3 separate regions of the Zea mays genome follow, and regions 2 and 3 are each linked to region 1. The links are chromatin contacts, called in public Hi-C and HiChIP or PLAC-seq maps. All regions are on one chromosome and are shown on one strand. Each heading gives the region's core, a stretch centred on a gene start, on an enhancer-like site or on the middle of the called end of the contact. The rest is flanking DNA. Distances are from core to core; before and after follow the strand shown.

The links. Hi-C and Micro-C count contacts between places; a contact is called where the count stands out from the background. HiChIP or PLAC-seq counts read pairs in DNA pulled down with a chosen protein or histone mark.
Region 2: a Hi-C map of leaf shows a contact between it and region 1, with 8 times the contacts expected there. The contact joins the promoter of LOC100193617 here to the promoter of LOC100283580 in region 1. A contact is called at or near these places in 9 of 25 Hi-C or Micro-C datasets (bundle sheath, ear, endosperm and 4 more) and 2 of 3 datasets of contacts at active chromatin or transcription factors (leaf and seedling).
Region 3: a contact with region 1 is called in an H3K4me3 HiChIP or PLAC-seq map of leaf, with 5 times the contacts expected there. The contact joins the enhancer-like site here to the promoter of LOC100283580 in region 1. A contact is called at or near these places in 4 of 25 Hi-C or Micro-C datasets (leaf and tassel) and 2 of 3 datasets of contacts at active chromatin or transcription factors (leaf and seedling).

What each region holds. Positions count from the first base shown.
Region 1 is chr5:163,356,107-163,359,907 of Zm-B73-REFERENCE-NAM-5.0, reverse strand. LOC100283580 reads left to right here and starts at 2,517. Exons shown (of 10, transcript NM_001156481.1): 1 at 2,517-2,906; 2 at 3,019-3,148; 3 at 3,301-3,548; 4 at 3,645-3,801. The coding sequence starts at 2,662.
Region 2 is chr5:163,632,234-163,635,881 of Zm-B73-REFERENCE-NAM-5.0, reverse strand. LOC100193617 reads right to left here and starts at 1,764. Exons shown (of 22, transcript NM_001358847.1): 1 at 1,484-1,764. The coding sequence starts at 1,573.
Region 3 is chr5:163,653,554-163,657,249 of Zm-B73-REFERENCE-NAM-5.0, reverse strand. LOC100193617 reads right to left here. Exons shown (of 22, transcript NM_001358847.1): 21 at 3,551-3,674; 22 at 2,787-3,456. The coding sequence ends at 3,305. Among protein-coding and RNA genes, the nearest start is that of LOC118471960, 12 kb to the left of the region's middle. Within about 2 kb of position 1,914, at least 20 of the 20 cell types and tissues checked have an H3K27ac peak or open chromatin away from gene starts, as enhancers often do. A contact at or near this core is called in leaf, seedling and tassel, where this site is marked.

The DNA.
Region 1 (3,801 bases), core at 1,268-3,767:
TGGTGCTGGAGATCAGGCTGGTTGCTCGGCCACGGCCCACGGGCCACGACCAGTCGGCCTGGAGCCTTGTAAACGCTGGGGGCTGGGCCAGGGAAAAGGTTCCGGGTACCCAGTAGCCGGGTACCCATATCCGCCCGCCAGGTCTGGTATTCACCGTGTATTGGATGTCTCGTATCTGTACCGTATTCGATGAATTTTTATCTGGGTATTGGATGTCCCTCGTGGGAAGAAAATATACAACAAGTGCTTGGAAAAATGGTAGATCTACTCGCTGCGAAAAAGAGAAGGCTCCAAGTTCTAGCAAAACTATGTACAGTTTATATGGTCACCAAAAATATTATTTTATACTGTAGATTGTACTGTTCGTTGAGTGAAGTTCGAATATGTGTGTGAGTATGTCTAAGCTACTAAAGATAATATAAGGATGTGCGATTCACGTGAAAGATAAAATTGATGCAAAACGATATCAAGCTAGAGGCCACCAAAAATTATTTGGCTAGAGCACTACGTCTCTTGAAAGTGAAAATGCTTGAAGGTCTTTTAACTTGTTTAATTATCACTCATATAATTTTTTTGTTTCAATAAAATATCATGTTTTATTTTAAATAAAATTTTATAAAAAAGTTGATGTAGCGCTGATCTAAGCTGACAAAAGTTGAGATAGAGATGCTGTAGTTTAAAATATGGAGTGGAGTAGAGAGGTCGTTGGAGATCGCCTTAAGATGATTAAAATAGAGCATGCATTCTATGTGTATATGGACTAAGGTCATGTCCAACGATACCCCCACCCCTCCCCGCGTATATGGACTAAGGTCATGTCCAACAATACCCCCACCCCTACCCACCGAGAGGAAAACAATTTATTTTTTTTTTTGATATTTTGAAAACCAATTTTGATTTTTTCAGTTAGATTCATTGGTAACGGTTCGGAAACAAAATCAGGTTTTTGAATTTTCTACCGGAATCAAAATCAACGTGTTATTTTACCGTCCGTTTTCTTTGGTTATTGATTTCTCTCGTGTTTTTCCAGAATTGTGTCTCGGAATTTTTCAGAATTTCCCAACATACCAACAACTCGATCACAACCCATAAAGAGTCTAGCTAGGTATTTCTCCTCCTATAGGTGATTTGACGTACCGCTTGTACATCTCTACACGAGGGTTACTTCTTTTGTATTTTTTTGAACTCATTGAGAATTTTTTAGGGTAAATGGTGTTGTAAGTATATTGGGATTGATGATTTGGTCTCTCGAACAAATCTATCCTTTTCTATACAAATGGTATGTATTAGTAATATATAATTCTTGGGAGTCGAGAGCCAACCTTTTCCACACACTATATTCTAGGATTTCATTGCGAGACTGATAAAGATAACTCTTTATGTCAGAAAAAAACTCGAGTAAGCATGCCATGTCAGCTAGAACGAGTGGATATTATTTTTACTTGATTTTTTTTTCTTTTTTTAGATGAGCATATGAACACTTAGATGGACACTGTTGCATGTTAAACCCATAAATCTTGCATGTATGAACCCTATGTATGAAATTACAGATTTTTGTGTCTCGGAATTGTGAACCCTATTATATTGTGAATTTGTGAACTTTGAACTTTGAGTCTGTAAATTTGTGATCTTTATGAACTTGTTATATTATGAAATTGTAATCTTTGTGAACTTTTATATTATGAGTTTGTGATATTTATGAACTTGGTATATTGTGAACTTGTGGTCTTTGTGATATTTGTCAACTTTGTTATATTGTGAACTTGTTATACTGAGATATTTTTATATTGATATGTTTATCAATCATATTTTAGACTTTGATTATTACCAGTGTATTTTTCATGTCGAACTTTCGTTTTCGATGTTTCTAAAATACCGATATCATTTTAGTTTTCGGAGTTATTGTTTTTAATTTCGTTTCGATAAAAAAAATATAAAAATGGTAACGGTTTTAGCGTTTACCGATGGTTTTCATCCCCACCCACCCCAAACACAGTGTACTATAGGGGACAACCGCTCCAACGTTTCCTCCCATAGTGTCTCATATATGGGGTGAGAGAAAGCTACTCCATATATGGAGTGAGTTTCAATCTCCCCATATTCTCCAATTACTCTATTTATTTGCAATATTAATCTTATTTACGTTTTGTCACCTGATAATAATGTGCATTATCATAGTACAAATAGTCTTGGATTTTTTAAACTTCAAAAAATAATGAAAAATGCTAAATAATTTAATTATAATATATAGAGGGAGCTGTATATGGAGAATGGTTAGAGACATCATGCATATGGAGATAATATTTTTTAGAGACATATAGTAAAGTATACTTGTATATGGAGATAATATTTTTAGAGACATATAGTAAAGTATAATATAAAGTATAGATTGAGTGAGAAATGTGGGATGAATGATTAGAGCTGGCCTAAGATGTGAAAGTCAGCTTTTAAACATCGGAGTGGCTGAGTGGGAGAGGTCTGGTTTAAACACCGACCGTTGAAAGCAACGCCGATTCAATTTTCACTTGGCCTCCTCATCTTTTCCTCCTTTTCGGCCGGCGTCATCGCCGAACGCGGATACACCGATACACATACCCCGGCTAGCTGTCTGGACTCTGGAGTGTCCTCCGGGCTAAGCAAACCCATAGCCCGATCAGATCGATGGCACCGGCGCCCCGCGCTTCCAGCTTCTTCTCGGTGCTCCTCGTCCTCCTCTTTGCGCTGTCGGTGGGGTGCGCGTCCGCCACCGGCGTCTTCCAGGTGCGCCGCAAGTTCCCGCGCCACGGAGGACGGGGTGTGGCGGAGCACCTCGCGGCGCTGCGGAGGCATGACGCCAACCGCCACGGCCGGCTCCTTGGCGCCGTCGACTTGGCCCTCGGCGGCGTCGGGCTCCCCACAGATACCGGGTAGGTGACCTATCAGCCTCGCCGGCGCGCGCTGTTTTTCTGGCTGCAGCTTCCCCATAGGTCAGTAGTATGCTTTTCTTGGCGTGTCTGACTGGGGGTCTTCGCAGCACAGCCTGTACTACACCCGGATCGAGATCGGCTCGCCGCCCAAGGGCTACTACGTGCAGGTGGACACCGGCAGCGATATCCTCTGGGTCAACTGCATCCGCTGCGATGGCTGCCCCACCAGAAGCGGACTTGGGGTACTGCTCCATCTGACCATCTCCATGGCCAGGCCACACCAGGCCATGCGCGATGCTCCCATGCCATGCTTGTCCCTATGGTCCTTGCCTGCTTGGTGTGATGATTTTTGTCGTGAAGAATCGTCCTTCCCTGCGCGTTGGTTTGGTTGCAGATAGAGCTGACGCAGTACGATCCGGCTGGGAGCGGGACCACGGTGGGGTGCGAGCAGGAGTTCTGCGTTGCCAACAGCGCGGGCGGCGTGCCCCCCACGTGCCCCTCGACGTCGTCGCCGTGCCAGTTCAGGATCACCTACGGAGATGGGAGCACAACCACCGGCTTCTACGTCACAGACTTCGTGCAGTACAACCAGGTGTCCGGCAACGGCCAGACCACCACGTCCAATGCCAGCATCACCTTTGGGTGAGCCTTTTGGAACAAGTGCCTGCACCTGGCCAGGGGACCACTCGTTTGTACTCGTCCGTTAATTCTGCCTCTCTTCTCGTTATGCTTCTGCAGGTGTGGTGCTCAGCTTGGTGGGGATTTGGGATCCTCGAACCAGGCCCTTGATGGGATTCTTGGGTTCGGCCAGTCGGATTCGTCGATGCTATCGCAGTTGGCTGCTGCTCGTAGAGTGAGGAAGATTTTTGCTCACTGCTTGGACACTGTGCGTGGT
Region 2 (3,648 bases), core at 515-3,014, 280 kb before region 1:
ATAGGATTCCAAATTGTACTTCAGACAGCCAGGGATACGTTGTCATGCAAGGGTGTCAGATGTTGTCATGTAGAGAGGCCCAAACAAGTTCAAACAATTCACAGCATATATGGCAACCATGATAATTGTGTGCCACCGAATGTTACTGGAGATCTCAAATTGCCACTGGAAAGTTATGGTCCCCCTCCTAAACCATCACTTCATCTTGTTTATTGCCTTGCAACAGTACACGATGGGACAAAAACTGAATTCTCGATTACTTGTGTATTACCTACTACCAATTCCATTTGATATAGGTGGCACGTAGGGGCTAAAGAAGATGAATTGGAGGAATAGGGGTGTCCTTCACTTTTTAATGCCAAATCAAAGCATTTGATCACACACAGAGAATTAACCCTAAGCAGAATGTGTTCATCTTTCTAAATTACAATTCAAAAGGTACAGGATACCTCTAAATTACCATGAACTGATCATGACACTAGAAAGGGAAAGTTGGATATGTACCGTTAAAAGATTACAACTTTAGATATATACCATTGCTATCTCACTTACGTGTGGGGTTCACATGAGTCAATGACATGTGGAGCCCATGGTATATATCTAAAGTTGCAATCTTTTAATGGTATAAATCTAATTATTCCCACTAGAAAATGCATCAAATTACTTAGAAAGCTCATCAAATAATCAAAGACTGAGCAAACAACACTCAGTGCACCATCTTGACCAATATATGTTACACAAGTATCACAACTGGAAGCTTTTAAGCCAATCCAATCAGCTGACCCAAAAAACGAAAATGTTTTGTGGTAAATGTACTATTAAAAGCGAAATTGGAACAACCACCAAAAGTTAGCACCCTAACCTCAGTTTTAATCCTTTGCAACTGCCAAACAGAATTTGTAATCACGATAACAATAAAACAAATAATGGGATACTTTGGAACACCAGTACGGATTTCAAAAACGACACCTTCATATTGTGATCGACTATGTAGCCCATTTGAATATGTTGACCCGCTAACCTATCTGTGCTCGAACAGTTAATCGAGTCACCAACTTTTTGGCATCGCCTCGCAGTGTAACTGATATTACTGTAGGAGACCCCAGAAAACTTAATGAACCTAACAACTCAAACCCGCTGCAACAGTACAGTCAGTACCAAATTACCGCAGTACAGCAGTGAAACTTGCACAAGTACCGAGCACGATACCACGAAAACACACACGAACCCTGTGCATCGGAATAATCAGAGCACCAACGACGAATACAAAGGCCCCCTGGAAAAAAAACCAAGCGCTCGAAGTATCGACCTCCCAGATTCGCGCACATCGAGCCCCCAGATTCGCGCGCGGATCACCTCGAAGACCCAGCTATCGACTCGCGATCAAACAGTAACAAGACGCCTTCAGAGGGGTTTGGATACTGAGGAGGAGCTGAGGTCCACCATCGGGTGACGAGACTACGGAAGGCGACGAGGCGCTCACCTGGTTGAGACTCTCCTCTGCAGCTTTGCGCTCCTCAGGAACGTGACTGAGCGCGGCGCGCAGCACGACGGCGAGGCTTGGCAGATCCATGTCCACCTGCGCCAGCGGCTGCAGGTTGTGCCAAAGAGACTGGAGGGCGGAGGCGGAGACCAACCTAGCCCGGGGGGGCAGGACTCAGGCTCGGGCTCCGCCGCCGCCGCGAGGGGACGGGGGTGGAGAGCGCTGAGTGGGCCGTGCGGGCGTGGGGGTGGCGGTCTCTCCTCCTTTTTGGCGTCGCGAGGTCTTCGGGGCGGGGGCGTGCGGGAGAGAGGCAGGGATCAAAATGTATTTAACCCTAGGGTTTGGTCCGGGTGCGGCGCGAAGGGTGGGTTGGTGACCATGGGATGTTATGCTGACAGATCGGACCCAGCAGTCAGGAGATCCTCTGTGCCGGACTGACCGGCCTCGCTGGTGGCTGCGGCTGCCAGCAGGGGTCACCTGCCGGGGCAAGCACAGAGCCGCAGAGAGACAGCTCACAGCTGGTTGCCTGGTTACAGCGCCTCTATCATTTCGCTCGTTTTGGATTAGACACGCCAAACGCCGATTGGTCGAAATTCCTACATTAGAAGATGGAGTTTTCCTTTACATTAGAAGATGGAGTTTTCCTTTAGGGATAATTTAGGAGTCACAAAATTAAAAGGGATTAGAGGGGCTACAAAATCGAAGGGGATTGAATAAACTTTGACTAGCAAACTAGACCTCATGGAGATGTAAACGCGGAAACTCGGTAAACAAAGACGGATTCCCCATCTCGTTCCTCGCGGAGACCCGTTAAACATGCACATGACGATGTTTTCGTATACTACTTAATAATAAAATTAATTAATTATCTTATCAAGAGATTACTCATTGTACAAATGTGTTATTTTTTATGTACACATAATAATTTCTTACATCTCACAATATATAGAAGTAATGATGTTTTGCGTTAATAACAAAGAATCTATATCCTAATTATAATTTAAGCGGGATCCCAATCCCCACTTAAATCTCCGTCGTGGATTTATCCCGTAGAAGATGGGGAAGAAATGCACCCTGCAAGCGTTTGTGGATATCCCTGGGGAAGTTTTTATGTCGTGAGGAAGGAGATGGGGAGGTATTCCCCGACAGCGAATTACTCATTGTCATCCTTGTCATCCCTAGATTCAATCTCTACTACTCTATAAGGACGCAAGGAGGGCGTCCACTGTAATACCCAACTTTGAAATATAAGAGAAAGAAATAAATCTTCATGTGTAGTACCTTTTCATTCATGAAAAGTATTAGAAGGCAAAGGTAAAGTGGATAATTCCTTAATAAAATATGCATCATGCTGAATTTATTTTGTGTGAGTGCATTCACTGAAAATAGTGATTACATAAATGGGAATTAAGACTTGGTTTACAATTTAGAATTTGAAATAATAAAGAAAGAGAGGAAAGATGCCATGAAGGAAATACCTACATAAAACATTATACCGTGTTCATCACTAGATTTGAATTTGTACAATTGAAATATGAACGAGTCCAAAACAAAAAAATTTAAAAGTCAAAATTTGAAATTCAAAATGAGAAAAAAAGGAAATCAGAAAAGAAAAGAGAGAATACAAAAGAAAAAGAAAAAAAACTCGCGCTGGGCGCTCCTGGGCCGCTTCAACTCCATTTTGGCCCATTTAGCTTCTGCCCCCGCGCAGCCCAATCCGCATTCCCCGCCACTGGCGCGTGGACCCAGGACGTCAGACTCGCCCCCTTCCTTCGCCCGCGCGACCCGGGCGAGCTCCATCCTTGCGCGATCCTCGGAATCGGTTGACGACGCAACGAACTGACCCCCGCGCGATCGTAAGGGATTACCCTGGGGCTCTACGTCCTCTTTGCGTCAATCCCCCTCCAATAGAACGCTGTCAGTCACCATGTTCCCCAGTTTCGCCCACCCGCCGTGGAGATCGGCTGATGCAACAGCTCCGCCGCGAAATTCGCGGGCATGGGCTGACCGGGATGACCCCCTCTGGGCTGGGTACAAAGGGCAACCCGTGCACCTCTTCTTCTCCCTCCTTTATTCTCAACCTCTCACCAGCCACCAATTCATCGCCGTCGCAAGCTGCCGCGGTCACAAGAACAGGGGAGAATGAGAGAAGAAAATGACGAGTG
Region 3 (3,696 bases), core at 665-3,164, 300 kb before region 1:
TGTTTTTGCCTGGAAGACCACAGATATGCCAGGAATCTCGAGGGAGGTCGACAAACACTCCCTAGATATCTAGCCTACGGCCAGGCCAGTCACCTAGCGGCTTCGTTATTTTGATGAAGAAAAGCGCAAGGCCATTGGCGAAGAGGTAGCAAGGATTGTGGCGGTGGGATTCATAAGGGAAATACACCACCTAGTGTGGATAACGAATCATGTGCTTGTTAAGAAGAAGAATGGGAATTGGAGGATGTGCGTCGACTAAATAGGGCTCAATAAAGCATGCCCCAAAGACCCTTCCCTCTCCCATGTGTCAATCAGGCCATAGACTCGACCATCGGGTGTGAGTTCCTTTCCTTCCTGGACGCATACTCGAGCTACCACCAAATCGCCATGATGAGACCGACCAACATGCCACCACCTTCATTACCCTCTTCGCCATGTTCCGCTACGTCTCCATGTCGTTCGGCTTGAAGAGCGTTGGAGCTACGTACCAGAGGCGCATGTGCCACTGCTTCACCGACCAAGTCGGACGTAACTTGGAGGTCTACGTGGACGACATCGTTGTAAAGACCAAAAATCCCGCAATGGAGTGATGTCGAAGCGTAGTCGATCTCCATGTGTGGCTGCTACGGCCTTCGGCCGACTCGTCGCCGACCTCCATGTGCGGCTGCTCCGGCCTCCGGTGCTCTGCTCCCCCCTCTGAGACCATCGACCTTTGGTGCTTCAGTGCTCCCCCTTCGACGGCGGTGCGACGCTATAGCGACGGCTGTGGCGTGGTGTTAAAGCGGCGGCGCTGCGCTAGGTCAAGCCATGGGCATAGGTCACAAGGACTTGAGTAGACTCACATGTTGGGTCTTGGGTTGGCCATTTGGGTCATTGGTTGGGCCTGCCACGCGTACACAGTAACACTAACATGGTACACTATCCGCTTAACAGGGTGGGTTACGGGGATGGGGAGTGGGTAACCATACCTGACCCCGCTAGACCCGATAGGGGAATGATTTTGTACCATAAGGATCCCTCGTGGGGATCAAATTGACCCCATACACATCCCCTAATAGAGGAATTACCCATGGGAAATCAGGGATCGGGTCCCCATTACCATCTCTAAGGAGGATGTGGTTCATGGGATTATGCTAAAACTTGGCTTCTACTAATAATAAATAATTTCACATAAACACCTAGTTGCCCTCGGTGCAACCTTTGCTTAGGAGAAGTTGCTGAAGCAATTTCCAAGAGTTCCAAGACTTTGTGAAGCATGAAGGCTAGGTCTACGATCTCCCCAAGTCAGATGTATGTGGAGTGACATGTTCTCCCTTGTCTTTCTATGCTTCCGTTTTCGCGTAAGTGTTGCTGCATAATGTTATGTAAAATATCTATTTTATTTCGAGCATTGTACAATGATATGTCATTTATGTAGCCGTTGTGTATGTGAGTTTGGTCCTGTATTTATGTAGTCGTTTGTGTATGTGAGTTTTGATCCTGTCACGTATATAGTTTGTATTTGATTTGTCTTTTGAAACCGAGTACGATATAGGTGGTATCAAAGTCGTTCTTGTTTTTTACTATAAACAATAGTGTTACGTAGTGTAGTTTTAAATATAGAGATAGTGGATTTTTAAATATATAGTAATATATGTAATTTGCTGGAGATAACCATGGCTATGCCGAGCTGCGTCACCTCGAGCGGTCACGTCTCGCTCCTATCGTTAGGTCTCTCGCGATCTGACGCTCTCTTTCACCTCAAGCGGCGCCACCAGGCCCTGGTCTACTCTACTCTACTGTGGGAACGAGTGGACAAGCTATGCAGTCGAGAAGGACCCCTGGTCCCAAACTGACCGGTAGGAGTACACCACAAGGTGAAAGCCATTGGCTGCGGTCGTGTCCCTCGGCGACACGCGCGCATGCAGCTCTTGGAATAGCTGCGCCGCAAGACATCCGTCAGCTCCGCCCAGGCAGACCGGTGCAGTGGTACACGACCAGACGGCACCGATCTATATGTATTGGCAATTTCTCCTTTTCCTTTGTAGTCTGGCTGGCGTGGGCGTCAGCAAAATTGCTTTTGTGGGATTGATGCGATGTAGGTGCGTGTCCGTGTAGCTTGCAACGTCTGCCTCAGCTTTCTTCACGTTTCCTTTCCTTTCTCCGCACATGTGTATTCGAAACTTTGTTCATATTACACATGAGCACCGATCGGATTCGGAGCCGAAGGGGTTACCCGCTCATGAAAGCCTTGTTTGGATAAATAAGGATTGAAGTGTATTTTAGAAATTGAAAGGGAAATTAGTTCATATTATACTTCAATACACCTTATACCACATCAATCCACTTCAATCCAAGATTACCCAAACAAACCCGAAAGCAGAAGCTGTTCTTGGTCTTATCGGTTTTTGAACACCGCTCACCGCTACGGTTTTCTTATCGACGCTTGGGCACAGCTCCGGTTTGGAGCGCAGGGGTTGCCCGATCATGAAAGCTAAAGCATGTATAAAGGTCTCAACCGACTTGTGCAGTGCACTGAACTTTGCAGGATGCAAACATTCAGATCCTGTCTATACATATACACTTGTGCAATGTCCTGCAAACATTCAGATCCTGTCTATACATATACACTTGTGCAATGAACAATATGGTTGCCGTGCCATTTTGAACAATGCCCAGTTTTCAACATTATAATATCACTGCAAGTATCATTATATGTATATATATATGCTACACCATCCAATTTCTATAACATTATATAATTTTGCAACACAGGCAAGTGGACAATGAAACCAAACAAGGTAACTCCGCAGAACAATGCCAATTTTTCTTGCTCTCGCCGACCAAAGAACAAAACCCAATTACAATGTCCTGTTGACAAAAAAAAACATATACCGCAGCTCGTACAACCGTTGTCTTACCAACCGAAACCATATACAATCTACTCCGAACCAGTAATAAACTTTGACAACTCGGAGAATGCAACCCCACCACCTGAGGTGAGTTTCTATAACAAATGCTCTTACAAGCCCCCCCCCAAAAAAAAATTCAACAAGACGGAGCAACTGTCCTCGAGAGAAACTTTCTTGCGCAACCAAGACGGCAACAACAGGCCACGAAGAACATGGCCGACGTGACAGATTATCCAAGATGCTTCCTCACAAGGATAGAATTTTGCGAGCCTAAAATTGTCCTACCCTTAAAGGTTGGCTAAGGCTGCAAAACTCATACCAGCGACCTGCAAATCACAGGGAATTGACCAGACACCAATGGCTTATACTGGCAAAATGGCAAAAACAAGGGCGGCCAGAAATGATTTATTATGTCACTGTGCATTTGCCTTCTCAGATTTCTCTCTCTCAATTTCAATTTTTCTTTGCTCGGCATGTTGTCCTATGCCACTAGCAAGCGCCTGATAACGGAAATCCAATGTCTGCATAAGGTTCTGGAACCTGGCAGGATCAGATGCCTGCAAAGCTGTGACAAACGGACAGGCAATTTATGAGGAACTCAGCCAGATTTTTTTTTTCCAAGTGAGAACAAACATCTATTAGCAAAGAACACAGTTTACCTTGAACAGTTTCTACAAAGAAAATGAACGGATCCACCTCATCTATTGGTGAGTGTAGCTCCTCATCGTCACTGAAATCATCATCTGAGTCATCATCCTCGTCGGCTGGTTGGAAGCCTCTAGCCTGGAGGATTATAAAAATGAAC